6 separate regions of the Sus scrofa genome follow, and regions 1, 2, 3, 4 and 6 are each linked to region 5. The links are chromatin contacts, called in public Hi-C and HiChIP or PLAC-seq maps. All regions are on one chromosome and are shown on one strand. The core of a region is the stretch at or near the end of the contact, and the rest is flanking DNA. Distances in the headings are between cores, read along the strand shown.

Region 1 (3,305 bases), core at 555-3,054, 360 kb before region 5:
CCAGGCTAGGGGTCTAATCGGAGCTGTAGCCACTGGCCTACGCCAGAGCCACAGCAACGCAGGATCCCCAACCCACTAAGCAAGGCCAGGAATTGAGCCCACAACCTCATGGTTCCTAGTCGGATTCGTTAACCACTGAGCACGACAGGAACTCCTACACATCAAATTTTAAATGCTGCATGTATAGTTCAATTACTGTTTCCACAATTCCTTTTTCTTTTTTCTGGGAAATGAAGCATCCTCTAAAACAAGGCACACCATTATTTAGCAGCACTGAGTCCTATGCCAGGGAGGAGGCCCAGCGGGATAAATACATTGTCCCAGAAAAGTGTCACTGAGAGGGAAAGAAACAGTCCCGGGATAGGTTCCCAAGGAGCATGAAAAGGGTTTGTCCAGGCCTGGGACTGGCTCACACACAGAGAGGCTACACACCAGGAGCAATGTGCGGTTTCTCTGATTTCAAGACAATGAGGTTCAAGTTCATACGGCTCCGTGTGTCTTCGTTCCCCTCCCAGATGACACAGCTTCCTTCACAGGGGAGAGGTGAGTGGGGAAAAGGACTGGAACCAGAAAAGAGCAGCAGAGCTCAGAGAAAAGAGGTCATTGCCAGGAAGAGTCGGACCTGGCAGACCCTGGGCAGGTGAGATGGAGGAAAAGTCAGTATTCTGAGGTCTGGGGCTCCCTAGGAACCTCCTCTGACTCATCAAGCTTTCCAAGGCGACAGCTCTGGGTTGGGTACTGCCTTAGCCAGCTATAGGCTCTGGTCCCACCAAACCTCGTCTGGGGGCTCAGATTCCTCTGCTCCTTCAAGAGGCGCTTTAGGGTCAGCCTAGCTCAACCAGAGCTGGCTGGTCTCATTCTCAATGCCGTCCAAGGAGAGAGAAAACTGACTGCGGATGGATAGGAAGAACCTTGATGTGGAAGACCTCTCTCTGGGAGTGATCCAAGCCAACAGGAAATCAGTAACCTGTCTGTCTGTCTGCAAAGACAGAGCTTTACAGAAAATGTTTTCGACATATGACAAATATTAATTACGTAATTTCACTTCTGGGCCTCGGTTTCCTATCTGGAAACTGAGCAGTTCCGGAATATACCGGAAGGCTACATACTGACAGTTAAGCCTACTGACTCTGGAATCAGACTCCTCTCCTGGTACTTTCAGCTCTGTGATTTCAGGCAAGTTACTTAACCTCTCCGTGCCTCACTATCTCGGCATGTAAATGCGTAGAGTAATAGCATCTGCCGAACAGGGCTCATGTACTTAAGCAGGTAAAAGAGGCGCCATCTCTGACTCATAGTAGCATAGTAAATACCCACGAAATGGTAATTATTTTTTGCCAAAGGCTCTCCCCATTTCTAAAGTCACCTACTCTGGGAAAAGGGCTCAAGAACTACCCGCAGGCCCCATGTGTCTCTCCGTACCCGGTCCCCGTCCAGCCGCCCCACCCTCACCCACAGCTGATCGCTACACCCCCGGCGGCTCCCTCACGACCCACCCACCTTCCTCCACCCCGCCCCCAGCCGTTACCCCCCATCCCCCCGTCAGGTCCCGTCTTCACGGGTTTACTTCCCACCGTCGACCGCCCAGCGCCTACACCCTCCACAACCGCCCTGCGGTTCTCCAGGGTCCTTGCGCAGTGTTTTCACCTCTCGGTGTTGTTGACGATCACTCCGCCGCCCTCCGAGTGATTCTTGTTGAGCGCCATGGTCTCTCGGAAAAGGGTCCCGAGACTCGACTCGAAACGCAGTGCGCTTGCGCCCTTCTTTGGCCCCGCCCCTAGTGGCGTCGTTCGTATTAGAGTCAGCCAATCACAGCTCTTGCGCGGAGGTTGGCCCTACCACCTGATCCGGCCATCACGTGCTAATAGTTTACTCCCGCTCCCCTCCCCGCTAGTTTCGCCTGCATCACAAACAAGTTCGAGACTACAATTCCCAGAAGCACTGCTCGCCCACCTCGACCTCTCCCTAGGCTAGTGGACGGACGCATGCTGGAACTTGTAGTCTCACAGACTCTAGGCGTGGATTGACTCCACTAATTGCATAACTCATCAGCTTGCGCACTTCCCACCCTCTTCCACCCAGTCGACCAAAGGACTGAAATAAACAGTTGCGCGAGTCACAGAGGAGTTAGTCATAAAGGCCCTGGACGTGAAGGCTGCTGTGTGCAGCGGTGACCGTTTACTGGGGCACCTTCTTTCAGCCCACGAATGTTTATTTTCTTATTTTTATTTTTTAGGGCCGCACCTGCGGCATATGGAGGTTCCCAGGCTAGGGGTCCAAGTGGAGCTGTAGCTGATGGCCTACGCCACAGCTCACAGCAACAACAGAGCCCCACCACTGAGCGAGGCAGGGGATCGAACCTGCCTCTTCATGGACACTAGTTCGGCTTGTCAACCACTGAGGCATGATGGGACTCCCCACAAACGTTTAGGGAACGCTTTCTACATGACTTTGTCCCTCCTTCCCCCGCAGCCCAACCCACTTAAGTAACCGCTGAGATATATAGATGAGTGCAGGACCCAGTCTTTGTTCCAGGATGTGATGGGCTGGCTGACTGGCAGAAGGGAATCCGGAAAAACTGCCTTCTCTTCCAGGAAATCAAAGCCACACCCTCCGAGGTGGGCGGTGAGACTCACCGCGCTGGGAGAGGAACCTGGGTCCAGCGGCCACACCTCACCGCCGCCTCCACCACAGCTGGCCTCGCGTGGCGCTGCTCCCTCTAGAATGTTCAGGCTTTGCAATTGGGCTCCCCAGCATTTTCCAGGCCAGAAGATTTAAACCAGAATTCAAGTAACTGAATGGATCTGGGCACAATGCAAGACGGGGAGCTTACAAAATAGGGCTGATCATCGTGACCCAGCACTACTACCCCCTCGGGGGGGGCGGGGGGGGAGCCCCTGTGGTTGTGTAAACTCCCCCACCTCTGAGGTGAATCTTTGTGGGAAATGTGGGAGGGGGGTGTCCCACCTGGCAGTGCTGGTGCATCTTTAATCTTAAGTGATCAGAGTTGGATTTTAAGCAGACAGCTGATTTCCTGACAGATAGTGTCCCACGGTGGGATCCACCTGCCTAATTTTCCTTTTGAGTCAGATTCCCTAGGTGAAGGATGAAAAACTAGAAAATATTATGAAACAGGGACCAGCCCCTGGAGGTCTTGTGCAAAACCAAGTTGGACCTTGCAGAATACGTGCAAGGAAGAAGTGCATCATGGACATGATAAAATCTGCCCTGAAAGGTTAGGTTAATTTCTCTACATGCAATCTTAGCAGTGGTGGAAAGAATGAAGTCAGGAGTTCCCTGGTGGT
Region 2 (3,371 bases), core at 309-2,808, 330 kb before region 5:
CTGCCTCTCCTCTCTGACTTGTGAGCAAGTACAGGGCCATCCATGCTCCTCAATATCGCTCACATTCATTTGGGAGCTTCCCTAGGTGGGGACGAGGCAGAGACTGAGAGAGGACAGGTGGCTGCACAAGCTGGCATTCAGCTGTTCTGAGAATCCCTGTTCTCAAAGAGTTTGTGTCCCCAGTCCAGGCCTGAAAAATGGGGATTCCGGGCAAACCCCCTGGGTCTTATGAGTCACTGCTCCAGGCAGGAGAGACGGAAAATCCCAAGGCCAGAAGTGCCAAGACCCGGCTGAGGGCCAAAGGAAACTGGGGGCGGAGGTAACGAGCTGGACAGCGCCCACATGCTCTCACTGCGGGCCGCCAGGTCAGCTGGACAGAGGGGTCTGTGTGCCGGTGGGTTCGGCCCCACCTCTGCAGCCCTCCTGTCGCCTGCCCCACCCACTGAAACCCTCACCGCAGCAAATCTGAGCTGGGACCGGCATGGGCACGAGCTCTCTGCTGCTTTAAACACCCCCCCCGCCCCCGGCCGCGCCCCAGCCTCGGGACCCCAGCCTGCTTTTCCCGTCCTTTTTGGGTTCACACTGGGTTCCTCCAACCCCCCCCCCCATTCTCATCCTGAGCGAAATGTCCCACAGCGATCAGATGACTGTCCAGGCTGGAAGGGACGGCAAAGGAGGAAATTAAGACCCAGCCTGGGAAGGATGGGGGTGATGGGGCCTCGGCTCTCGAGGCGGGTCACCCGTCCCGGCCGCCCGCCCGCCCGCTGCAACCGCATCCCACCTCCTGGAGCGCGCGCTCCTGCTCCAGCGGCACAAGCTCGTGGCCTCGGTGCTCCTGGGCGGCGCAGGTCTCGCAAAGGCACACGCGGTCCGCGCGGCAGTAGCGCTCCAGCGGCCGCAGGTGGCGCGGGCACAGGCTCTCCTCCAGCCGGCGCAGCGGCGGCACCAGGCGATGTCCGCGCAGCGCGGGGCTGCGCTCGTGCGGGCCCAGATGTGCGGGACAGAAGGAGGCGAGGCAGGAGAGGCAGGAGAGCGCGGCGGGCAGGGCGGCGCCCTCGGGGCACGCGTCGCAGCGCACCGGCTCTTCGCCCTCCGGCCACGGCTCGGGCGCGCTGGGCGCCGATGGCTCCGGAGCGCTGGGCGGCGAGCTGGGCGGCGCGCTGGGCGCCGCCGGCTCGGGCGCCAGGGCTGCGGCCGGGGTCGGCGCCGGGCCTGGGCCGGGCCCCGGGCCCGAGCCCTGACGGAGCTGCAGCAGCTCGGACAGCGTGTGGTTCTTGCGGAGCTGCAGGCCGTCGGGGAAAGGCTCCTGGCACAGCGGGCAGCGGGCCGTGCCTCCCGGCCCCCCGGCGCCCCCCGCGCCGCGGTGCGGCCAGAGCGCGCTCAGGCAGGCGAGACAGAAGTTGTGGCCGCAGGGCAGCGTCACTGGCTCCCGGAGCGGCTCCAAGCAGATGGGGCAGCTGAAGGGCCAGCCGCCGTCCATGGCTCCGCGGCCGCTGGGGCACCGCCTGGGCCGCTCCCGCCTGGGAGGGACCCAGACCGTCCGCGCCGCCGCCCCGCCCCCTGGACCGCAGCCAAGGGGCCCGCCCCCCGCTCGGCCCGCCCCCGGCGCCGCGGGCCCGCCTGCCCGCCCGGGCACCCGCCCCAGCCCAGGCCGCGCGGGACGGCCTCTGGGCCTCGTCTGACCCCCGAGGGCCTCCTGGACCAAAGAGGGAGAGGGAAGAGGGCGGGACGGGGACGGGACACACTGAAAGCAGGGAAGGAGTTCACCCCTCCACGACCCCCCAAACTCCCCCACCCCGTGCCTGCCAGGGGCTCCTAAGGCGCTGGGCGACCTCCGCCCCCCGCCCCGTGTCGCGCCTGCCCCTTGCGCTCCAGACCCCTGGGCAGCACTGTTAGCAAAGTTGCTGAGCTGCTGACGGCAGAGGAAAAAAAAGAACTGCTGACGTGCGCATGTTTTTGCCCCTTAGAGACTCTGTTTACCTCAGGCGGGGAACTTGCGCTCCTCCACAGCTGAAATGGGAAGCTGGGGTCATCCTCCACGTCCCTAGTCTCATCATTCAGTTCCGGTCCCTCCCGTGGTGTGGCCTGGGCTAGGGGTGTGGGTTCCCCAGTTGGAGGCTTTGCTGAGGCTCCTCCAACCATGCACTTAAACCAGTGGGGTTTATTGTATTTAAATTACCTCAACGATGTTAAGCTAAACCCAACAGAGTGGCAACAGAATAACTAAAGTAGCGCTGGGTTGCAACCCAAAGTAGAAAACAAACACTCATGAGTTCCTGCTGATAATAAATAAATCACTGGATAAATAAATGAGGGAGAGTAGACAAATTTCCCATTCAGAGGAATTCCAAACAGATTCTGTAAATACTCCAAGGTGGAGCAGGGCTTCCCAGTCCTTAAGTGCGGGCTGTGCATAGTGACTTCCTTCCAAAGAGAGCAGAAGGGTGACTTGACAGCGGCAAAACCTGGCCAAGACGACCTCAGCCAGTGGTCGCGGTCAACACCGACAGTCATCAGTCATGTCCGCAGTAGGCACCCTGGATGTGATATGAGCTTCCTCCCCCAAACCCATAACCCCACTCTAATTACTAGTAAAACCTCAGACAAATCCCAGTGGAGAGACAGACTACACAGCCCTTGACCAGAACCCCTGGAAACTGTCAAGTTCATCAAAAACCAAACAACAAGAAACGTCTGGAGTACCTGTTGCAGCTCAGTGGGTTAAGAACCCAACTAGTATCCATGAGGATTCAGATTCAATCCCTGGCCTGGCTCCGTGGGTTAAGGATCAGGCATTGCCATGAGCTGCAGGGTAGGTCACAGATGTGGCTGGGATCCAGCATTGCTGTGGCTGTGGCACAGGATCCAGCTGCAGCTCTGATCCAAGCCCTAGCCCAAGAAGGTCCACAGGCCGCAGATGTGGCTGTAAAAAGGAAAAAACAGAAGGAAAAGGAAAAGAGGAAAGCCTGAAAACCTGTCACAGCCAAGCGAAGCCGGAGGACACAGGATAATTCAGTGTAATGTGATTTCTGGGTGCTCCTAAAAGAGAAAAAGGATGATGGGGAAAACTAAGGAAATCTGAACAAATTATGGAATATCATTAATAAGAATGTATCAATATTGGCTCTTTAATTGTGACAAATATATCATAGTCATCATGAGGCAGACAAAAGGGGAAATTATCTTTGCAGCTTTTCAGTAAGTTTGTAACTGTTCTAAAATTAAAAGTTCATTGGAGTTCCCGTCGTGGCTCAGTGGTTAACAAACCCAACTAGCATCCATGAGGAGGTGGGTTCGATCCTTGGCCTTGCTCAGTGGGTAAGGGTCCGGTTTTGCCATGAGCTGTGGTGTAAGCTGAAGACAGGGCTCAG
Region 3 (3,879 bases), core at 1,152-3,651, 310 kb before region 5:
ACAAGAAGGTCTGGATAGATCATGATGGAAAAGCATATAAAAAACAAATGCAGGAGTTCCTGCTGTGGCTCAGTGGGTTAAGAACCTGACTAGTATCCATGTGGATGGGGGTTCAATACCCTTGCTCAGTGGGTTAAGGATCCGGCATTACCATGAGCTGTGGTGTAGGTCATAGACATGGCTTGCATCTGATGTTGCTGTGGCTGTGGTGTAGGCTGGCAGCTGTAGCTCCAATTGAACCCCTAGCTTGGGACCCTCCATATGCTGTGGGTGCGGCCCTAAAAAGCAAAAAAAAAAAAAAAAAAAAAACCAAAATAATCAAATTCTGAATCAGCAGGTGAGCATGGGGCTTGAGACTCTGCATTTCTCCCAAGCTCCCAGGTACTGCCCATGCTGCTGGTCTCAGAACACACTCTGAATAACAAGGCCCTAGAAAACTTTCAATCCAACACGTTTTCCCATTTACATTAGACAAAGACAATAAGAAACATACATTGAACTCTCAACAAGAATGACGTTAGTCTAAGAATTCCAATGAACTGCTTCCTTTCATCCTCACAGCAAATCTGTGACACACAGTCATATAGATATACAGATATAAGTTTTTTTATTTTAAGGCCAAACCAGCGGCATATGGAAGTTCCTGAATCAGGGACTGAATCCCAGCCAACAGCTGGAGCCTTCAACCCACTGCGACCAGGGATTGAACCTGTTCTTCAGCAGCAACCTGAGCAGCTGCTGTCGGATTCTTAACCTTTTTTTTTTTTGTCTTTTTGCTATTTCTTTGGGCCGCTCCAGCGGCATATGGAGGTTCCCAGGCTAGGGATTGAATCGGAGCTGTAGCCACCGGCCTACGCCAGAGCCACAGCAACTCGGGATCCGAGCCGCATCTGCAACCTACACCACAGCTCACGGCAACACCGGATCGTTAACTCACTGAGCAAGGGCAGGGATCGAACCCGCAACCTCATGGTTCCTAGTCGGATTCGTTAACCACTGCGCCACGACGGGAACTCCTGCTGTCGGATTCTTAACCCACTGCACCAAGGCGGGAACTCCAGCATAATCATTCATTTTATTAAAATTGTAAACTGAGGAAATTCAGCCTCAGGAAAGTCACTCCCAAGAGGCTGATTTTTGTTTAACAACTTTGTAGATTCCATGTGTGTGCCCTTAACCACACCATTAAAACTCCACCCATAAATGCCTAGCTTTTTTTTCAGTAGGACTGAATCCAGGGCATATGCAAGTTCCCAGGCTAGGGGTCTAGTCAGAGCTACAGCTGCAGCCTACACCACGGCTCACAGCAACACCAGATCCTACCCACTGAGCGAGGCCAGGGATGGAACCCGCGTCTTCATGGACACTAGTCGGGTTCGTTACCCCTGGGCCACAAGGGGAACTCCCATAAATGCCTTCTAAAAGGATGCACTCACTAAGTGTAGGTCCCTCAAAGGCAGGAATCCTGGGTCATTTTGCCCAGGGCTTTTAGTTTAATTCAGCAAAGTATTGCACACCTACGTGCCAAGCACTGTGCGCGTGCAAGATCCATGGCGGTCATGTGTGGCCGGGACTACACGAAGAGTGCACAGAAGGGCACTCTAATCTGGAATGGGTGGGGGGGTGAGGGGGCTGCTCAGGAAAGCATTTTAGGAGTAGAAATATCTAAGGGGAACTCTCACATTCTGACGGAAGGGAATTTTCCAGATACAAGGACCAGAGGGTGTGAAAAATCCTGGAGGGACTAAACCACCCCAGTGCGGACGGGAATGCGGGCAGGCCCCCTCCCCCGAGTCCCCGGAAGGCGGGGTCACAGCCCAGCTCCTCCCCGCACCTGACTCCTCCCCGAAATGCTCCCGGTAGGTCCGCCACCAATGCGGCTTCCGCGCCTCCTGCTCCGCCCGGCGCCGGTAGCGGTCGAAGCTGCGGTACTTCTTCAGTCGCTCTAGGTCGCTCACATCGATGTCCTCGTTGGGCATCGGCCCCAGCGGAGCGGCCCGGCGGCTCAGGGCGGCTGCGGACAGAGAGCGGGACGTCAGGCAGGCTCCGGGCCGGCCTCGCGGAGGCGGGAGGCGAACGCGGGCTCAAGCCCCAGGGTTCAGCTCTTCGGGGACCTGCAAGAGCCCTCACCTGAGGTGCTGAAGCCCCGCCACCGCCGACTTGCGCACAGCGCGGCTCGCCACCAGGGCGCCGCCATCTTCGCTCAGGCCGCCGCCGCCGCCGCCGCCGCCGCCGCCGCCCGCAGGACCCGGCAGAGGTGGCCGGAGCCGCGCCTGAGCGCACGGCGCAGGCCCCGCCCCGAGCCCTAAAGCCCCGCCCCGAGCCCTAAAGCCCCGCCCCCACTCAAGCCCCAAGACCTTCCCGGAATCCACGAGCTCCTGCCTCCAGGCCAGAGCTGGCCGTCGCCCAGGGCGGGCGGCCTCCGGAAGTGCCCGGTGGGCGGCGGGGCGGAGCTGCGAGCGGTGTGGGCCCCCGGCTCGCAGCCTGCCACCAGGGGGAGGTACAGACTTGGGGCCGTCGGCGGGCTTCCGCCTCCACTCGAGAGGTTGGCGCTCTGTGGGGCCCTGGGTCCTGCTCATAAGGGTCACCCATCCTTAAAGGCGGCGGCATCCTGAGCTCCCAGTTGGTGTGGCAGCACAGGCAGGAGGAGGTGCGAGGATGCATTCAGGAGTCCGCCTGCTTGGGTTCAAATCCCAGATTGTGTGTGACCTCGTTTGGAAAAAAAATGCGAGTGCTAACAGTGTTTCCCTCCTAGTGTGGTTTAAAGGGGGTAGATGGGGAGTTCCCATTGTGGCTTAGTGGGTTAAGAACCCTACTAGTATCCATGAGGATGTGGGTTCAAACCCTGGCCTCACTCAGTGGGTTAAGGATCCGGCCTTGCCACGTGCTGCAGAGGCTTAGGTCCCAGATGGGGCTGGTGGTGTGGCTGTGGCTGTGGTGTAGGCTGGCAGTTGAAGCTCCTATTCTATCCCCTCTCGGGGAAACCCGTATGCCACAGGTGTGGCCTTAAAAAGAAAAGAAAGAGGAGTTCCTGTCGTGGCCCAGCGGAAACAAATCTGACCAGGAACCACGAGGTTGTGGGTTCAATCCCTGGCCTCGCTCAGTGGATTAAGGATCCGGCATTGCCGCGAGCTGTGGTATAGGTCACAGATGTGGCTTGGATCCTGCGTTTCTATCATCCACACAGAAGTGACCTGGTCAAGACAGTGTTTCTGCCTAAATCGTTTCAGAGCTGCATGGCTCTCCTGATCCAGTTCTAACAAGATAAAACTTGATACCCCAGGTGATCTGGCCCCACTTCTGCTCTGGCCCCTCTGTCCTGGAACTCAACCCAATTCTTTGTAAGCAGGCAAGGGCTCATGTGCCCAAGGTGCCAAAAGCCAAACTCTGATGGTGGGTTTGCAACAAGGTAAAAGTATTGTCACACCGAGCAAGGGAGTGGAAGACAAGCCTCAGATTCACTTTAACTTTTTTTTTTTTTGACCACCATGTGCAGCAGCTTGATGTGGGATCTCAGTTCCCAAACCAGGGATGGAACCCGGGCCATAGCCATGGAAGTGCCAAGTCCTAACTACTAGGGAACTCCCTCACCTTGCTTTGAGTTATTATTGTTTTTTAGGGCTGCACCAGGGGCATATGGAGGTTCCCAGGCTAGGGGTCAGATCAGAGCTACAGCTGGTAGCCTATACCACAGCCACAGCAACGCAGATCCTTAACCCCCTGAACAAGGCCAGGGATTTAACCCATGTTCTCGTGGATTCTAGTTGGGTTTGTTACCATCGAGAACTGCGTTTTTTTTTAAATTTTTTTTAAGGGACGAACAAAGAAGCTGGGGTTAATCATTGCCTTGTGACCTGCAGTTTGGGGAATCATTTGTCT
Region 4 (3,551 bases), core at 348-2,847, 400 kb after region 5:
TCCTTCTGGACTTCACAGATCACTGGTTCAACTGTGGTTGCCCATTTGAAGCACCCCGGAGCTTTCAGAAATCATGATGCCCCCGCCGGCAGCACCCCAGACCAAATCAGGCTCCGGCAGTAGGAAAGTTCCACGTGCAGCCAAGGGAGAAGCACCCACTCTTTCGGAAAGAGGTTAGCAGAGTGAGCTCAGCTGCAGCCTGCTGCTGTAGACAAGACTGTAAGCACATCACTGCCAGTCGTGCCCGTAGTTTACCTGTAAGGGGGCCTGCGCTTCTCCCCCGCATACTGGAAGAGGTCATCGGTGAAAAACTTGGGCACCGTGTAGTCTTCCAGAAGTTTCCTTCTTTTGGGGTGCTCCCCGTAGCTGCTGTCAAAGATGTAAAGGGGACTGTCATCTCTCGTGCTCTCCATGTACTCGATGTAGTATTTCATCTTCATCTTCACCGAGTAGCCATCATTATCCTCACCGCACTTGAACTTCTGGTTCCGGTATTTCCTCTTGAGGCGCTCCAAAGTCCACTTCTCCTGCGCCGACCAGCCCTCTTGGGCATTCAGCAGAACCACGGGCTTATAAGGTCTTTCATATCGCTCCACGAACTCTTCCACCGACAGCTGTAAGGCGTCTGCCCGTTCCACATTGTCCTGAGGGAATCAGAAAAGACCTATCGAGTTAAAAAAAAAAAAGTCCTGCAGCAGTTAGGGTGTCCCCCAAGGCCAACGAGCAATCACATACCTAAGGAGCCAGATTCTTGTTTCTGGCTCCTCTTCGGGAAGAAAAAAGACCTACTTGCGCTGGGGCGCATCGCACCCAGCGCCACCCACCAAGGAAAGGGGGGCTTCGTATCTCCCACCCATGGCCTTTGACAGCCACGTCCCCTAGGGCCCGTCGCCCAAAGAGTGACAGGCCTCGTGGAGGCGTCGATAGCGTGGGTCTCCAGTTGCCCAGGCAGGCGCGGCTGCAGCGCGGAGGAAGGAGGCCCGCCCTGGAATCCGGGCCCGATGACCCCGACCCCCGCGGGGTGCGGGCGAGCCCCTCGGAACTCCGGGTGCCGTGCTCGGCGCGGGCGGACCCCAGCCCCGGGGATGCCCGTGCCCTCCACCGCGCCCCTAGCCCGCGATCACAACCGGCTCACCGCCACGGCCGCTGGGTTCAGCGGGAAGCTTTCGTAGTAGTTATGCCGAGTCCAGTCCAGCGAGTCCTTCAGCTCCGGCCGCGCACTCCGCTTGGCCTCGCGGATCCGCTTCTTGCTCTTGTGGTTCATCCTGCGAGGGTCACCAGCTGGTTCCGCGACGACCTCGGCGCAGCCCGCTTCCTGCCACCAACGCGCCCCCTCCCCGGCCCCGGCGACGGCAGTACCAAAATGCCCTTCGCTCGGGCCCGGCGCCTTTAAAGCCGCCTTCCAGAAGATTCACTCCCCAACCACCTCCCGAGCCTCGGGTTGGGCCTGCGGCTGCCGTCTTCCCCGCCCCCCAGTCTTTCGCGATAAGCCATTGGCCTCGGCGCCTCCGCGGTCCGCCCTCACACGCACCGGGTCTCCGCCATGTTGGGAAGGTCGGGCCGGCCGAGCTCCTCCTCGCTGCGGCCCCGCCTCCCCTCTTCCGGCTTGCGTCACTTCCGGCAGCTCTGCCTTCTCCTGGCCAGCTTCCGGCCGGTCTGCTGCTCCAAGCACCTGTTCCGTGTCTCATTTTCCTGGCTGCCGGTCTGTTCTAGCCGCGTGGTTACTTTGTCGTCCGAGGGGTGCTCCCCCCTCTTTGCGGTCGGGTACTAGCGACCTGAGGTGGCGCCAAGGCGGCAACCTCAGGCAGGCCGGGGGGACCCCCACGTGCGCAGCCTGGAAGCCTGGCAAGCCCTGCGCCCTCCCCTGCTCCCGGCCCACCCGGGGGCCACCGACTCCACTCCCGGAGAGTGTGGCTTCCGAGGGCATGTGGTCCGGGCTCAGCGCTTTCGGTTCTCGGAGGAGCCGAGCCTGGGAGCCGAGGGGGCAGTGCTGGAGGTCCACGTCCCGCAGGTGTGTGCAAAGGCACCAGCTGGGAAGCGCGTTCGGTCCTTAACTCTGGCGCCTTTAGGGAAAGGCGGTTCAGTAGGGAGGGGCACAGGGAGGGAGTCCGCGGCTTCCCGCCTTAGGGTGGGTGGATCGCGGAGCCGAGAGATTTGATCTGAAGCCGTTTGTCAGGTTAAATACCTTTCACTAAGAACCTTGGAGGTCCTGCCAGGAAGGGGGCCTCTCCGTACTGATAATTTCTTGCCAGAAAAGAGGCATTCTTCACACCTTTGATCTTGTTGAAGGGCTTCTTAATTCAGCTTTATCTGGGACGGGGGTCGGGGGACGGAGCTCCAACCCTCACTACCCAAAGTTGCTCGCCTTGGCATTGCTCCCTTTCAGTTCGTGGTTGCCCGCACTCCCAATAGCAGTTAACACCTTATATAGGTTCAGTTTTTCAAGGCACTTTGAAGTTGCAGCCTGTGTGGTAGTTATTGGCACTAACAGTTTTAAGTATGAGAAACAGCGTAAGAGGAGTTGAAGGCTGGGGTGGAAACCCATTTCTGGCAAGTTCTAAATCACGTTGAAATACCCCTTTGGATTTCTTCCCAAATTTAGGAAGTGGGTGGGGAGACACCCTTTGAGAACCGAAGCCCCCCTTTCTCACACCCGAATCTGCATAACTAATTTTTCAGGGAGGAAATTCTTCATTGTAGTTCTGGGTAAAATCCACCAGGGCAGGTAGTTTTGTGTTTTAATCAGCCTAACCTATTGTAGGCACTAATGTTTTTGTTGAGTGTACTGAATGATTAGGTTCAGAACTTCAGGGTTGTTTTTTTTTTTTTTTTTTTTTGCTTTTTAGGGCCGCACTCGCAGCTATGGAGGATTCTCAGGTTAGGGGTCTAATCAGAGCTAGAGCTGCTGGCCTATGCCACAGCAACACCGGATCCAAGCCGCATCTGCGACCTACACCACAGCTCATGGAAACGCTGGATCCTTAACCCACTGAGCAGGGCCAGGGATCCAACCCTCACATGGTTCCTAGTCAGATTCGTTTCTGCTGCACCGCAACGGGAACTCGGGGGACTCCTTACCTTTTTTTTTCCTCCCTGCCCCCGCCCGCAGCATGGGGAAGCTCCCAGACCTGGGATGAAACGCTCACAGCAGTGACAACGCAGGATCCTTAACCTGCTGCACCACCAGGGAACCTTTGATATTTTTACCTCTTCCGCCAGGTTCCTACCATCCCACTAGGGGCACCCTTTGCTCTTGAGAACAAAGACTTGCACTTTAACAATTGCTAACTGCATACTTTGTGCCCTGCACTGTCCTTAGTTTGCCTTGAATCTTCCTAGCCCCTCTAAGGTAGCATTCTGCAGTTTAGGAAACGGAAGCACAGATAGCTTAAATAAATTGAGTGAGGTCAACACAGCTGGTAAAGCACAGATCTCAAGTCTGAACTCAGCCAGGCTCATTCCAGAGTTGTTACCTTGCCTCCCTGAATACCACACTCTCAAAATTCAGTGCTTTCCCAGAGCCTTTGTAAATTGCCTGCCTTCCTAACTCC
Region 5 (3,530 bases), core at 103-2,602:
TTCCTTATTTATATTCTATTCTTTCTATATGTGTAAATTTTCTTAGACGGAGAGTTAATCCATTGCAGGCAAAGTCAAAATAGAGCCATGGCTTGCTTTTTTCTTAGCCTCCTGTTCTGCAGGCTCTTAACAAATTATAATCCACACTGATTGGTGTTTCAGGTCCAAAACTGACTAAGTTTTTCAGAAACAGACATTCTAACAGTGAATTCCAGCAGTGTTTGCCTTACTAAGCACTCTGGCCCTTCTTCAATCTGCTTAAACGCCTTGTTCTTTCTCCACCCCCACAATTCCCAAGTACAAACCTTGAAGGTTAAATCTTAATCCAAAAGATAGAAGCTCCCTGCATATAAACAAACTGTTTTTAAATGTCTAGAGTTGAGATCCAGTACCTGAATAGACGTACTCTTTTTTTTTTTTTTTTTTTTGGGGGGGGTGTTTTTCCAGGCCACACCCTCAGCATATGGAAGTTCCCAGGCTAGGGGTTGAATTGGAGCTGCAGCTGCCAGCCTACACCACAGCCACAGCAACACTGGATGCTTAACCACTAAGCGAGGCCAGGGCTTGAACTTGTATCCTCATGGATACTAGTCAGATTCGCTTCCGCTGGGCCACAGAGGGAATTCCTATTCTATTTTTAAAAGATGGTAGAAATTAAAGTTTCAGTTAGGTCAAACAATTTAAGGGAAAATAATTTTTTCAGCTTGGGATATTAGTGTCTGCGAAAGTCTCATTTCCTCTTTGCCATTATATTTAGTGTCCCTTAACACCGTCTTCCAACTTCACAGAGCAAAGTTTTGGTCTAAAAACGTAGGAAAACTGTTTGGCCCGTGAGGTGGGTAGTGGCTGGAAAGAGGCTTGAAAGGGATACATGGCAATAAAAAGCTTTTTAAAAGTAGAGCTGCTTGAAAGTTTAAAAAAAATAAACAATTTTGAGACTCGAGCAGCTGCAAAGGCTCTGTCTGTTTTCTATTTTGATCGCTCTGTTTCTCGAGATGACCACATCTTTCAGAGGAAATGAGTCAAAGCCACTCTGTCTTGCTTTTCCAGCTGAGCATGTTCAGTTTCAATGAAGTAATGAATGAACTTGGCCGCACCACCCCCAAGCCTACAACAGCAAACAGAGGGGGCTCAGCCAATCAGCAGGCACTCAAGGTTTTCAAGTTGAGTTCAAAAGGACCCACGGGAGACCAATCAGCGAGTGCGGCTCCGCCCCAAACGCACGGCCGTGGCCAATCGCGAGCCCGGACAGGCCAAAACACAGCGGCCGGCCAATACGGGAGAGCCCCACGGCGCCGACATCCGCCAATGGGCGCGGCTGGGCAAAAAGAGAAACAGTGCGGGTCCACAGGCCGCAGGATTCGAATCGAACGTCTGTACCGGAGCCGGGCTCCGGCCGAGCGGCGCCGGCCAATCAGCGGCGGCGGCTCGCGGCCCCCGAACGTTGGGACACCCGGCCCCGCCCCGCGCTGTTGTTTGTGGTGTCGGCCGGCGGCGCGAGCCGGACCACAACACTCGCCCGGCGGGCGGCGGGGCGGCCGAGGGTCCGGGGGCCGCCGGAGGCGGCGAGCGCGAGCCGAGGGCAGCCGGCCTCCCGCGGCCGCCAAGCCCGGGAGAGCGCGCCGGCCGGAGCCATGTCGGTGAACATGGATGAGCTGCGGCACCAGGTCATGATCAACCAGTTCGTGCTGGCCGCGGGCTGCGCGGCCGACCAGGCGAAGCAGCTGCTGCAGGCGGCGCACTGGCAGTTCGAGGTGCGTGCGGGCCGAGCCCCGCTCCCCGGCCCCGGCGCTGGGCAAGGGCGCGGGCCGGGGCGCCCAGCCGCGCGCCGCGCAGTCGTCTGGGGGGGTGGAGAGGGAAACTATTTATATCGCGAGGGCAGGCGCGCGGGGCCGCGCGGTCTCGCGTGGGGCGCGGGGCCCTGCCGCCCGGGACCCCGCGCGCGGCCCGGGGACGCCCCCCCCCCCGCCCCGAGGGGTCGGGCCCGGCGGCGGGGGCGCCCCGGCCGCCCGGGCAGGGCCGGCGGGTGGGCCTCCTGCCCCGGCCCCGTTAACCGCCGCCCTGGCGCTGTGTTTGTCTGCAGACCGCCCTGAGCACGTTTTTCCAAGAAACCAACATTCCCAACAGCCACCACCACCACCAGATGGTAAGAGCGGCCGGGCCGCGGCGGGAGGGCCGGCGGGCCGGAGGGCGGGCCTCGCCGCGGCCGCAGCCCCGCGCGGCCGGGCCGGGGCCGCTGTCAGCAGCCGGCGGTGACAGCCATGTTGCCGGGGAGCGCGGCGCCGCGATGTAAACAAAGAGCCAAAATGTCTTCCAGGAAAGAGCGGCTCCCGCGGCCGCCGGCTCGCCCAACTTGGTGGTCCGGCCCCCGGGCTGCTGCAGCTCGGCCCGAAGCCTATGCCCGGCAACTCTCGCTGGGCCAGGGGCTTGGAGGGCAGCGAGGGTGGCCGGAGGAGGAGCTGGGCGGCAGGGAGTGGGGAGGGGGCTCGAGGGACGGAAACCAGCCGTCTGGGGAGCTGGAAGCCCGAGGGAAGGGCCTGGGACCCCTGCGGTGTCTGTTTACGGGGGTCCCCTCTTGCTGATGGAGTGGCAGCCCCCCGCCAAACAACCCAGCTCTACAGGGAACGGGAAGGGGGTACACCCCCACCACCACCCGGCCCCGGAGAGCTGGGCTCTACCCAGACAATTACATCCACTCTTTCCTGCTCAGGTCTGGAAAAAAGACGTACTGGGAGAGTGGAAGGCTTTCAGATTTTTGGCAAGATAAGCCAAGAATGCATTTAATCTCAGTAGGTGAAGATGCGTACAGCCCAGGAAACAGAAGTGGTTCAGGGCTGGATTTGCTTGGTTTCTTCTCTTTCCCGAGCTGGCCCCAGGCCTGGGCCTTTGCCCTCCTGGCCATAAGGTATCCTGCTCTCCACCGGCACAGAACTTTCCTTTCACTTTAGAGGCTTGAATGCCTTCTCTACCCCTCTGGTTGCCTGTTAGCCCTGCTGAGGGGGCAGGACTGGGCCCCGAGACAGCTTTGTAGAACACGATTGCCCAGACGGTCTGTGGTGGCTTCTGGAGAGCATTTTTGTCATTTTTGACACTGGGCGTCCTTGCCCATGGCCCCCTTCTCAGAGCTGCCGCCTTGTCTGGAGAAGCTGCAAATAGTTCTCTGCGGTGTCTCGTCCTTGACACCTAGTTGCAAAGGACCCTTCGAGACGGGTCTGTCTTGACCCTCTGATCCCACGTTTCTCCTGGAATGGCCCACGCTGGGTATAAATTAACAACCAAAAATGCATCGGAATATGATGGGTGAAAATGCCGGCTGCGGGGCTTCGGCAGGTGAGGCCAGGCTCTTGGTGAACCCAAGGGGGACCCTCCCCCGCACCTGACCATGAGAACACTCCAGCCGAGTCTGGAAACATCTTGCCTCCATCTCCTCTCAGGAGGGCCTTGAGCTTTGCTCCACCAACTGCGGTCATTTCAAAAGGCCCAGGCTTCCAGCACAGCCACGGTGTGCTGCCTTGCACCAGGGAGGTGTG
Region 6 (3,506 bases), core at 312-2,811, 420 kb before region 5:
CCTGTACACATTTATCAATTCTAGTACCTTAATAGCTACCCAACAAGTCATTAACATACAGAAACATGCATCATGAGAAGCAAGAAATATCACCCATCCCTTCTGCATATTAGCAACTTGTCACTCCTGAGCAACAGTGCTCACATCACTGAGGTCTGTGAACAGTCACTTTTCGCATTCATCCTGAGTGAAAGATGGAATGACTTAAGTACAAATGCAACATATTATAAACAATTTCTTACAAAAAAAGTCACAAATTAAACCAAAGTATTTTACAGAATTTACTACAAAACACCATAAAAACTGCCTTCACTTAAGCTCTCTCTCCCCGTATCCGGCGAGCCAACTGGATGTCTTTGGGCATGATGGTGACTCTCTTAGCGTGGATGGCACACAGATTGGTATCTTCAAATAAACCCACCAGGTACGCTTCACTAGCCTCCTGTTGAGGACAAGAGCCACACATTAAACTCCCTCCAAGGACCACCGCACACAAGCCAGCCCTCCGCCCCTGCCACCGCCGTCTCACCTGAAGCGCACCAATGGCGGCGCTCTGGAACCTCAAGTCAGTTTTGAAATCCTGGGCGATCTCCCTCACCAACCTCTGGAAGGGCAGCTTCCGGATCAGAAGCTCCGTGGACTTTTGGTAACGACGGATTTCTCGAAGCGCGACGGTCCCGGGCCTGGAGCGAGCAGGAAGGGCGTAAAGGGACACCAGTTAAGTGACAGGACCGAGCAAGCAGCCAGAGGGTCCAACTCGCGGCGCGCCCGCCGAGTCATTGTCTCCCTGCCGCGCTGCCTACCTGTAGCGATGAGGTTTTTTCACCCCGCCGGTAGAGGGAGCGCTTTTCCTGGCAGCTTTAGTGGCCAGCTGTTTGCGGGGCGCTTTCCCACCCGTGGACTTACGAGCAGTCTGCTTGGTTCGGGCCATTTTCTTTTACCTGCAGGAGACACCCGTGACTCGGGGGCCGCGACGCTCGCCTCCCGGGGTGAGACGGCGAGCGTGCAGAGGGCGGGACGCCCGGCGCGCCTGCCCTCCCGCCTCCCTGCGCCCCACGGCGGGCGGCAGATGGCCGAGGGCCGCCGCCTCCACCCCCCCTCCCCTAATGACTCAGGCGGCGAGTAGCAGCAGCCTCCCCTGGGAGGGGGGGCGCGGGGAGGAGTCACTTCCCCTCCTCGACGGGCGGAGGCCCAGCTGCCGGGAACCCGGAGTCGGGACCTCTGAATCACCAGCGGGAAAGAGGCGGAGACGCGGTTCCGGAGCGAAGCCCCAAGGGAAAACCACCCGACCCCAGAGTCGCCAGCAGCAGTCAGAGCAGCCCGCACCAGCCGGCACTCAGCTCCCAACGGTCGTGGCCCGCGGCATCAACGGCCGGCAGGGCCTCAAGCCGCAGGCAAAGCCGAGACTTACCCAACAGCGAAGTCTGAGGCCGCTTCCCCCACCGCCGTGCCGCTCCCGCCGCCCAATGAAGAGCCGCAGTCGCCGAACCAAAGCAAGAAGCAACTCCAACGAACGACCAAACCGCTCTGCGCTCCAGGCCCCCCCTAAGCCTCCGCTTTTATACCCACGCTTCACGCTGCGTCTCTGCGTCATAGGACCCTAATTTGCATACACCAACGACTTTTCCTATTGGCTGACACTTTCGCCGACGCGCTGACATCCCCCGACACAAAGGCCGTGCTTCGGCCCCGTTTCCTGATTGGCGGATGTCTAGGCCACTGATTGGCTGTTAAAGTGGCCTAACGATTGGGTGAATGCAAAGAGGAATGGACGAATCAGAGGTTGGCACTAAGCGGCTCTTCTGATTGGATAAAATGGAGCTATGTTTGGATCCTTCCCTTGGTTCCAAAGCTCTACAATAGAAAGTCAATGCAAATGAATTGTACTGGTCTCTATCAGGACTTAAGAGTCGGGATGGGATAGCTTATTTGCATCAAGCTAATACAATGCAGGAGGAGACGTTACTTTAACGAAAAATTTGTAAACTACCTTCCAATGTAAACTAAAATGTGTTCCCTGTGATTATTTACTTTTCACTAACATTGTGATAGTTAGGTACGTAGTTTAAATAAGAATTAGAAATCAGTAAATTATGTTATCTTACAAGTATTTTATGTATCAGGTATATACATTTTAACTAAAAAGCAGTTCTTTCGTTCGATGGGGTGGGGATGAGTAAATAATAGATACAAAGAAACAAATGCCAGGAGTTCCCGTCGTGGCGCAGTGGTTAACGAATCCGACTAGGAACCATGAGGTTGCGGGTTCGGTCCCTGTCCTTGCTCAGTGGGTTAACGATCCGGCGTTGCCGTGAGCTGTGGTGTAGGTTGCAGACGCGGCTCGGATCCCGCGTTGCTGTGGCTCTGGCGTAGGCCGGTGGCTTCAGCTCCGATTCAACCCCTAGCCTGGGAACCTCCATATGCCGCGGGAGCGGCCTAAGAAACAGCAACAACAACAACAACAACAAAAGACAAAAAAGACCAAAAAAAAAAAAAAAAAAAAAAAAAAAAAAAAAAAGAAACAAATGCCAAGTGATTTTTATAAGTTCTTAGACCATCACAAAATACGTTGTGATTTCAATATACAAGAAGTAACCTTGTGACTTCAATATACAAGAAGTAACCTACTAAGCAACATATTTTTAAAATTATGTAATTCACCTGAACAAAATGACCACAGCAAGAAAGAGAATACTCAGTTCTAAAACAACATTTGCATGTCCATAAAGGCAATTAAATAAGTGCCCTTGTATTTAATAATATATCCTGGAAAGTATTACTTCTGAAGAAACATGACAAATGTATAAAAGTGGTAATACCTACCTTTGCCTAAATGTCTTGGATGGATTTTAATATTTAGGCCTACAGACGTCTCAGTTTATAAAATATCAAAGAAGGCTTAAGGTTAAGACCAGCCAAATAAAGCTCGGAAAATTGAAATAGAGCTTTGGACATTCTACCCTGCAGTTCTTACTCTGGGCTCACTGAATATTTTAAGTTATTGAAATAAAAAAAAAAAACAGCAAAACCAGGTACATGCAGATTTCAACTTAGAGACTTACTGTACATGAATACAAATACCTCAAAAATTTACTTGTGACACCAAAGTTCTCCCTTTCACCATCAATAGTGAGGGGGAAAAAATTCACAATTTGAAAAAGCAGGCACAGGAGTTCCCATCATGACTCAGTGGTTAACAAAACCTACTAGTATCCATGAGGACGTGAATTTGATCCCTGGCCTTGCTCAGTGGGTTAAGGATCCAGCTTTGCTGTGAGCTGTGGTGTGAGTCACAGATGTGGCTCAGCTCCTGTGGCTGCGGCTGGCAGCTACAGCTCCAATTGGACCCCTAGCCTGGGAACCTCCATAGGCTGCAGGTGTGGCCCTTAAAAAAAAAAAAAAAAAAGAAAGAAAAAGAAAAGAAAAAGCAGGCAGGGCAAAAACACCTTCTGCCCAAACTCTGGTTCCAAATTCCTCTCATTTCAGCTCTCTCAATGATAACACTG

Evidence for each region. A called contact is a pair of places that touch in the nucleus more often than the background predicts. HiChIP or PLAC-seq counts read pairs in DNA pulled down with a chosen protein or histone mark.
Region 1: a contact with region 5 is called in a Hi-C map of embryonic fibroblasts, with 2.5 times the contacts expected there. The contact joins the promoter of WBP2 here to the promoter of UBALD2 in region 5. A contact is called at or near these places in 3 of 5 promoter capture datasets (fetal liver, fetal skeletal muscle and liver), 2 of 47 Hi-C or Micro-C datasets (embryonic fibroblasts and liver) and 1 of 2 datasets of contacts at active chromatin or transcription factors (alveolar macrophages).
Region 2: an H3K27ac HiChIP or PLAC-seq map of alveolar macrophages shows a contact between it and region 5. The contact joins the promoter of TRIM47 here to the promoter of UBALD2 in region 5. A contact is called at or near these places in 2 of 5 promoter capture datasets (fetal liver and fetal skeletal muscle), 1 of 47 Hi-C or Micro-C datasets (fetal liver) and 1 of 2 datasets of contacts at active chromatin or transcription factors (alveolar macrophages).
Region 3: an H3K27ac HiChIP or PLAC-seq map of alveolar macrophages shows a contact between it and region 5. The contact joins the promoter of MRPL38 here to the promoter of UBALD2 in region 5. A contact is called at or near these places in 3 of 47 Hi-C or Micro-C datasets (embryonic fibroblasts, fetal liver and retroperitoneal adipose tissue) and 1 of 2 datasets of contacts at active chromatin or transcription factors (alveolar macrophages).
Region 4: a contact with region 5 is called in an H3K27ac HiChIP or PLAC-seq map of alveolar macrophages. The contact joins the promoter of METTL23 here to the promoter of UBALD2 in region 5. A contact is called at or near these places in 1 of 5 promoter capture datasets (fetal liver) and 1 of 2 datasets of contacts at active chromatin or transcription factors (alveolar macrophages).
Region 6: an H3K27ac HiChIP or PLAC-seq map of alveolar macrophages shows a contact between it and region 5. The contact joins the promoter of LOC100521680 here to the promoter of UBALD2 in region 5. A contact is called at or near these places in 1 of 5 promoter capture datasets (liver), 2 of 47 Hi-C or Micro-C datasets (embryonic fibroblasts and liver) and 1 of 2 datasets of contacts at active chromatin or transcription factors (alveolar macrophages).

The regions. Positions count from the first base shown.
Region 1 is chr12:5,563,611-5,566,915 of Sscrofa11.1, reverse strand. WBP2 (WW domain-binding protein 2) reads right to left here and starts at 1,804. Exons shown (of 9, transcript XM_003131191.5): 1 at 1,648-1,804. The coding sequence starts at 1,706.
Region 2 is chr12:5,533,446-5,536,816 of Sscrofa11.1, reverse strand. It overlaps TRIM47 (tripartite motif-containing protein 47), which reads right to left and starts at 1,558. Exons shown (of 6, transcript XM_003131190.4): 1 at 782-1,558. The coding sequence starts at 1,480.
Region 3 is chr12:5,512,942-5,516,820 of Sscrofa11.1, reverse strand. It overlaps MRPL38 (39S ribosomal protein L38, mitochondrial), which reads right to left and starts at 2,401. Exons shown (of 9, transcript XM_003131188.4): 1 at 2,131-2,401; 2 at 1,835-2,014. The coding sequence starts at 2,197.
Region 4 is chr12:4,806,994-4,810,544 of Sscrofa11.1, reverse strand. METTL23 (methyltransferase-like protein 23) reads left to right here and starts at 1,597. Exons shown (of 5, transcript XM_003482946.4): 1 at 1,597-1,702. JMJD6 (bifunctional arginine demethylase and lysyl-hydroxylase JMJD6) reads right to left here and starts at 1,531. Exons shown (of 8, transcript XM_021066561.1): 1 at 1,136-1,531; 2 at 256-644. The coding sequence starts at 1,264.
Region 5 is chr12:5,206,495-5,210,024 of Sscrofa11.1, reverse strand. UBALD2 (UBA-like domain-containing protein 2) reads left to right here and starts at 1,352. Exons shown (of 3, transcript XM_003357957.4): 1 at 1,352-1,754; 2 at 2,084-2,146. The coding sequence starts at 1,635.
Region 6 is chr12:5,630,381-5,633,886 of Sscrofa11.1, reverse strand. LOC100521680 (histone H3.3) reads right to left here and starts at 1,561. Exons shown (of 4, transcript XM_003131194.4): 1 at 1,412-1,561; 2 at 804-941; 3 at 530-683; 4 at 1-442. The coding sequence starts at 931. The coding sequence ends at 314.